2 separate regions of the Mus musculus genome follow, and region 2 is linked to region 1. Evidence: chromatin contacts called from public promoter capture Hi-C data. All regions are on one chromosome and are shown on one strand. The core of a region is the stretch at or near the end of the contact, and the rest is flanking DNA. Distances in the headings are between cores, read along the strand shown.

Evidence for each region. Promoter capture Hi-C pulls out the DNA fragments that hold promoters and counts their contacts.
Region 2: a contact with region 1 is called in a promoter capture Hi-C map of hippocampal neurons, with 2.8 times the contacts expected there. The contact joins the promoter of Adcyap1r1 here to the enhancer-like site in region 1. A contact is called at or near these places in 9 of 39 promoter capture datasets (the 3T3-L1 cell line, 3T3-L1-derived adipocytes, embryonic stem cells and 6 more), 1 of 15 datasets of contacts at CTCF or cohesin (the NIH/3T3 cell line), 4 of 484 Hi-C or Micro-C datasets (Sertoli cells, cerebral cortex, cortical neurons and 1 more), 5 of 115 datasets of contacts at active chromatin or transcription factors (SST interneurons, VIP interneurons, neural tube and 1 more) and 2 of 9 other capture datasets (adipose tissue and embryonic stem cells).

What each region holds. Positions count from the first base shown.
Region 1 is chr6:55,240,141-55,243,870 of GRCm38.p6, forward strand. All of the region lies in intron 5 of Mindy4 (MINDY lysine 48 deubiquitinase 4), which reads left to right. Among named protein-coding and RNA genes, the nearest start is that of Mindy4, 39 kb to the left of the region's middle. Within about 2 kb of position 1,636, at least 26 of the 459 cell types and tissues checked have an H3K27ac peak or open chromatin away from gene starts, as enhancers often do. A contact at or near this core is called in SST interneurons, adipose tissue, cerebral cortex and 1 more, where this site is marked.
Region 2 is chr6:55,450,175-55,453,904 of GRCm38.p6, forward strand. It overlaps Adcyap1r1 (adenylate cyclase activating polypeptide 1 receptor 1), which reads left to right and starts at 1,804. Exons shown (of 17, transcript NM_007407.4): 1 at 1,804-2,194.

The sequences.
Region 1 (3,730 bases), core at 386-2,885:
TGCTTCAGCGAAACGGCCTCCTGCCTCTGAAAAGGAGTGTGTGTGTGTGTGTGTGTGTGTGTGTGTTTGTGTGTCTGCAAGCATGTGTCGAAAGAAAAAAGTGAATGTGACCTGTCACCCCGAGTGAAGGGCACACGGATATGTGATGTCATCTGTCACTTTCCTTATTTTTTTTCAGTAGAGGAGAATTTGAAGCAGGAGGAACAGGTAGGGAAAGTGAGTGGCAGATAGCATGTATCTTTTACCACTGAGGAAAGACCCCAAAATAGACAAGGTCATAATATGTGTCATGAAATGTGGGAATCAGGGTGAGGTGATGGCACATACTGGGCTGTCCTAGAAATTGAGGGCACAGGCTGACATGACTGAGGATCAGGAGAGTAACAGTCCTCCCTTTGCTGTGTGGGGAGGACTTCTAGGACTAGAACTAGTAGCTTGCACCAGTTGCACAGATAGCAGCTTGCTTCAGGTTTGCCCTTTGGGGCACTGGAAAGCTGGCTTCTGTCCTTTCCCCACCAGACTTGTCACCTCCATTGACCCCCTCAAGGCCCAGAGCCCTCTTCTGACCCCCCTGGATGTTTTCTTCAAACCCTGACCCTTTGATTAGACCCGCCTCATGAGGTTCAACGTGACATTTCCTACAGCAGACAGCATGGTGTGGTTCTAGTTGCTTCAAAAGCTTTGTATTTATTCTGGAAAGAGCTCCAGAAACCACTGGTTAAAGCGCTTCCTGCCGGCTGTGTTATCGGGGCTATTTCTTGCCTACATGATTCAGGGGCTGTAGTCTAGTCTATGTCTCTACACGGGGGCCTGCTGCGGATGGCAGAGGATGAAGCCCGAGAAACAAGGACTTGGGGATTTGGGAGATAGGTGTCTGTCTCATTAGGTTCAGATCCTTACAGTCCAGTAAAGCCAGAGTCTCACAAGCGCTTTGTTCTGCTATGACAGCTTTTAATTTTGCTTAATTTTTTTTTTTTTTTTTTTTTTTTTTTTTTTTTTTTTTTTTTTTTTTGAGACAGTCTCTTTATGTAGCTCTGGCTGTCCTGGAACTCACTGTGTAGAACTCAGAGATCTGCCTGCTTCTGCCTTCCACCTGCTGGGATTCAAAGCATGAACCAACACACCAGGCTTTGGCAGAAGTTTTACTGTTGAGGTTAAAAGAGAATGTGTTGCTTGCGTCACCCCCACCCCCGCCCCATACACCCACCCACGCTTCCTTACAAACTCCCATGAAGTCTGTTTCCACTAAGGGATCCAGACAGGAAATGTGAAAATCTGAAATCCCCATGTACTGACTTCTTGAGGCAGTTGTGTGCTCTCCAGCTTTGGGACCCAGAGAGAGTTTTAGTTCTGAACCGCCACTTATCAGACCAACCTTGAAGAGCTCGTTTCTCTGCCATGTCTCAGTTTCTCAGTAAGTCCCCGATCTGCCAGGCTTCCCACATGCAAGCTGCCTGTGTTCAGTAAGTGGGGACCTGCCTTAGACACAGGGGGGGCAGAGAGGGAAGGGATCCCCAGTTTGGACTCAGGGGTAGTCACACCTCATTTCTAGTGAAATTGGCTGCCAGGAGAGGCACAGGAGGCAGCTTAGCTGGCTCGGGGACACATCTAATTTTAGCCCAGAGTGAGCTGGTTCTAAGTCGGGGCTGGCTTACTCAGGAGAATTCCACAGCTCCCTGGTTTGTGTGTGTTAGGTAGCATGATGCTCACTCTCACAAGGTTAATGAGCTTGGGACAGCCTTTTCCCGCTCCTCCTTCTAAGAAACATCCATCCGGAAGACAGTCTGTGCTCTGTGCTTTAAGAGTAGGTCAAAATTTCCTGGAGGTTCTTTTTCCATGATGGGCAGTGTGGGGTGGAAGAGGGAGTAACTGAAGGGACCAGTTTTGGTTTCTCTGTCCAAATTGGCGAAAGACAGCTGCTTCCCTGGGCCTGTGTGCCTAACGAGACCTCTGGTCATCCCAGCAGCTACAATTAGTCATGTACTCCAGGGGTTAAAGGAATAAAAAGATGAAAAAACAAAAAACAAAAAAACCAAAAACCAAAAAAAAACAAAAAACAAAAAAAACCAGAGCCAGGCCTTGTGGGGAAGGCCTACAATTCCAGCTACTTGAGAGACATACTCAAGGTTTGCTTGGCTAAAGAACGAGTCCAAAGCTCAGTCAAAGCGATGTAGTAGACCCTGTGTCAAGAAAGGGGTAAGGGTCGGGGTGGGAAGGAGCTGGAGTGGTAGCCCAAGGACAAAGCTCTTGCTCAGCATGCCCAAGGCTCTGCTTTCAGTCCTTACTACCACAAACCAATCCTGGACTTAGGTCACTTTCAGAGACAGTCTCAGAATTCCTGGGCCTGAGACGTGCACTGTCTGGGTGGCCTTTAGAGTTCTTCCCTGTTCTTGTTTTTGTTTTATGTTGATTGTTAAACCCAGCTTTGCACACGCCGGGCAGGTCTCTATCATTGAACTTTGTACAGGTGGGATGGGTCTCTACCCCTGTGCTTTAGTCATGCTGGGGAGGTTCTTGACCACTGAGCTTCCCTTCCACGTCCTTTCAACTTTGAAAATGTCATGGGTATGTTTGTGTGCTTAGTGTGTGCTAGTGTGTATGGAAGCCAAAGGGCAACACTGGATATCTTCCTCTTTTGCTCTCCACCTTATTTCTTGAGACAGGGTCTCTCATTGGATCTAGCACCTGCCCATTTTCCTAGGCTGACTGGCAGCAAGCCCCGAGAATGTGCCTGGCTGCTTCTCTAGCGCTGGGATTACAGGCACGTGCTCTGTGCCCAGCTTGGTACATGACTGCTGGGGATTGAACTCGGGTCCTCATGGTTGTATGACAAGCACTTTACCAACTGAGAAAAATGCCTTAGTCCCTTCTTTAAAAAAATTCTATTTATTCTTCACTGTTTAATGAAACTCACTCTGTGGTCTCGGCATACCCTGAACTCGTGCTCCTCCAGCCCTGCGCCTACTGAGTGGCAGAGATTACAAGCTTGCACCATTGCGCCTTGCTGGATGGACTTTTTAAAGAGAAAGAAATCAAAACAGCATTTCCTTTTTCAAATTCTCTAAGAATCACAAATGGCATGTATACCTTTGAGGACCCTTTGTAAAGACGGGCTCTTGGAGCTCCATTAACCTAATGGTACAACAGACTTTATTGAGTTGTTATTATAATTCTTGGATGAAATTAATACACTTCCATAGTGTTGAGGTAAGCGGTCATCTTGAAGTAAAGGCCCACCTCTCAGTGACAGGGCTTTGTGAAACATTTTACTGTATGGTTTCCCCCTTCCTCTGTGTCACCACAGACCTATGAGTGGGAGATGGATTTATAGGGGACAGCTGAAGCCTGAGACTCAGTGTCCCCATTTGTAAAAATAAGACTGAAAGTCCCTGTGCTTACACAGGACTGTGTGAGAATTTGACTTGAGAGTTGCTGTGCAGGTGCCTGGGAAAGCAGTCAGTGGCTGCCACCAAGGCAAAGCTGGCGTTTAAAACACCTAGACTGTCACAGGAAGGTAGATCCGGGCCAGGGCAGATCGTCTGAAAGCCACTCAGAGACACAAGTGTCATCTAACAAGAATGGCTTTGCTTTCTCATTTGTCTCTTTCCGAATGGTTGTTCCTCCTGTGGTCCTGACAGTGCTGTTTCACACCTGCCTTTCCTAGGTCTTTAATGAATATGGCCAGCAGGGAATGGTCATGTTCAAAATGAAAATACATCATCCTACAAGT
Region 2 (3,730 bases), core at 554-3,053, 210 kb after region 1:
TTTCTTTCTGCACAGCTGGTTGCCTGGATAGAGGAAGACACCCACCATGACTGTCTTTCTCATATTCCATGATGTGCACCTGCTAACACACAACAGAAAGCAGGGCTCTGGTTCCCAGACACAGACATGAAGAACCAGCAGTATGTAATGAGCCAGGAACTGGATGCACAAACTCAAAGCGTCAGGATTCCCGTAGTGGAGTGATCTGATCTACTGTGGGTAAGTGATTGCATCTCCCCCTCCCTGGCAGCCCCTAGTGCCAATGTCCCATGTTTCATGTTCCACTTCCTATGTGGAGGCTATCAACAGCCCTGCCTCCCCTTGAATGTCTCGCAGTTTGCAGAGTACTTTCACAGGTGACATCTCATTTGATCCGTCCTACATCAAGGCTGGAGGCCAAGTAGAGAAGCTGACCTCCAGTTTGGGAAAACAGACCAGAGAGAGATGCAGTGCGTTCTAGAGCTGCTCCTGATTGACTGCTGACTTCTGCCCAGCGTCTAGCTGTACTCTCCCTAGAGGGGGTCCTGACCACTCTTAAGAGAGAAGACATATTCTCCACTGCTCTTCCTTTGGAACATGGCCTGAAAGAACACAAGCGAGTGCCAGCTGTCTACGAGGTGACCAGTGCTTCCTGGACTAAGTGGGGAATCATAAACTTGCTGTCTGTATATAGGACACTCCATACATCTTTCTGGAGCATCAGGTTGCTTCCTATTCTTAGCCTTTCTGTTTTCATTGTGAAGTCGGATGTAAAATGATCATGTAGGTCTTACCAGTTAGGGTTCTGTGTGGCTCCCATTCATGGGTCTTCTCCATCTCCTTGTCCTTTTGTTTTCAGCTAGACTGACCTTGCTAACAAAAGGCTCAAGTTCTTTCTCCTTCCCTCTTCTTCCTTGAAGGTTCTTCAGAAGGACACACATCAAGGGTGGCTCAGAACTTGCCTGAACAGGCAATGACAGAAGCCAGTTGAGACTAAGTGATGGGGATACAAAGAACTCAGGATGCTGTGACTGGACACAGTTATGCCAAACTGGAGGTGGCAGGATATTGGCACTGTGACCTTATTTGACTGAGTTCTGCTCATTAAGCTCCTGCTTATCAAATTGTACCAGAAGAAGGGTGAGTACACCATATCACCAACAACAATAGTAATTTGTTTAGCATCAGTGAATATATGAGCCTAGTACAAGTTTGCTACTGGCACACAGACTGTTCCTACACAATGTTGTTCTTCTCATGAGCCCAGAAATAGAAACGATGTGGTGCAGGTGAAGAAGTGGAGGCTCAGAAACATCAGGCCGCACACCCAAACTCCCAGAGCTGGCAGGGCAGTCTCATTTATTTTTAACAGACTTCCCGTAAGCACCTCTACTCCTTTTCTGGCTATAGAGGTGTTCTCTGGGGTGTCACATTCGAGGACATCTAGATAGGCACCTGCAATTCATCCCTTCTAGACCCCTGACTGTGAGCAGAGGAGGGCCCAAAGAGGGCCAGGGACTTGCTCAGGTGGCAGGTTGCCAGAGGAGGCTTGGAACACAGAGAAGAGAGGGAGAGGGCTTTCTCTAGTGGATGTTTTGCTGTTGGACAGAAAGGTGGTGAGCCCTGAGGAAGGCACAACTCAGCCCGGAAGCTCTGCGACAGAACTGGGAAAGGGGGGCTGTTACCTCCGCCTCCGCGCCCTGGGTCCCTGCTGCAGCTCTGGCTTGTGTCAGCGCGGTGGTCCTCATCCAGCTCCCCATCTCTGCCCCCGGCCTAACCCCGCCCCCCGGGCTCTCATTGGCCTGCACCCCACCCCCCGCCTGCGAGGTCTGCCGGGGAGGCGGTGGTCTATCGCCTCCCTCGGCCCCGGGCCTGGCTGCGCAGCAGAGGCGGCGCCTCTCCCGCAGGACAGAGCCGGTCGAGTGGCACAGGGTGGGCTAAAGGAGACGAGGGACGCCTCGCTCCGATTCCCGACTGCGACTGGCTGCGACTTTGGAGCAGCGCGGTCCCTTGTGCAGTACGCACACACCGCGGCGCAGGGACACACAGACTTGGCTGCTCGCGGCCACACGCACCGAGAGACCAGGCTCGGCGCGCGCTCCGCGGCGCACACGCTCCAGCCAGTGCGGCTCTGGGCGCGGATTCGCGGGTTGCGCGTCCTCCTGCACCTTCAGCCCCTGCGCCCAGCAGTCCCGACCAGCCCCGAGGCCATCAGGTAAGGACCACTCCTGGCCTGTCCTTCTGCTCCGCACTCGCCCAGCGCCAGACCCTTTTCCAGCGGGGCCCTTGGACCCCTCCTTCAGCCCAGAGGTCTCCAGGAGCCGCGTGCTCTGCCAAACCCAAAGCCAGCGAGGGCCAACGCGGGGCACAGAGTCGGAGCCCATCCTCTCCCGCCGCCGCGGGCTGCCTACGCTTCTCTCTGCTCCATCCAAGTGTCGGACCGTGGCTTGGAGCACATTATTGTAGACCATTCAGTGAGTATCGGCCTAGCTGTCTCAGCCTTTTCTGGTGCCAGAAAGAGGCATTCAGGGGCACGAATGACACTACGGCCAGAGATCCCCCAGAGCTCGATCTCCCTGTCTCCAGGTCGGACCAAAGCGCCTACGTGGATTTGGAAAGAAATGCTGGAGGGTCTCTTGGGAACTCGGTTCTACAGTCTGCAGGGCGTTTGAGGGATGAGCTGCGGAGATAAGATAGGGATCAATTTAGTTTGTGCCCCCAATAGAGATAAGCTTTAGCATTGTTTTTAAAAGGATAGCCCTACGGCTATAGGACTATCCTAAGGATAGTCTTTCCCCGGGGCTCGGGGAGAGGTTGACCAAGAGACGCTTGGGGGTTGGTGGTCTAACAAGGAAACGCCCTGCAGGGCCTGTGGGGGAAAATCGCTGTGGGAGTGGGGTTGCTGTAGTGGGCCCCTCCGAGACCCCTGATGTTTGTTTTAAAGGCCCAGGCTCTGCAGTAGCTAGCTGACTACTGGGAGCAGGATCATATTGTCAGCAAGAGCAAGGGACCAGGCACCAGTTCGTGGAACTAGATCTTCAGGAGCAAACACGCAGGAAGGGGATGGCGATGGCATTTCCCTCGCTGCTAGGGAGTGGAGCTTCAGTTCTAGGAACCCAGAGCCTTCTGGACCACCTTGGCATGAGAGGGGGTCTGGCTAATTCCTCAGTCCATTTCAGGGCTGCTGTGACTACTTTTCTTTACTTCAGGCTGTATGTCCCATAATTCCCTCATGGCCTAAAGAGAGAGAAATAGGCATCTGTTTGGATTTTTTTTTCCCTGTGGCAGCTCAGGTGCATTCCTGTGAGGGTATGTAGGAATTTAGAGCCCATACAGAGGACGTGGAAGGCAGTCTGCCCCCAGACTGCAGTTGGACTGAGGCAGACCATTCGGAAGGTCAAGCTGCAGGCTGGAGGGTGGCTGTGGGTTTGGGACAAGGGTTACTTGTACTGTGATGAGGCCTTTTGGAGCCCAGGGATAGCAGGTAGCTCTTTGCTCAGAAGGCCTTGAGATGCATCTGATATGGTGGCAGGTAAGGCTGGAGGAGCCCCCATTCCCAAGTGCAGGCCTAGGACTCCTGCTCCTCATTGACCTTGGAAAGAACAGGCAAAGGCCCCAGTCTGGACACAAGCCAAACTCTGAACACACAAATTAAAGACAGGACATGCTGGAGCCGGCCTTGAGCCAGATCTTCTGACCAATCCATCAACAAGTGTGTGTGGTGTGACCAGGAGTCAGATGTGGTCCCTCC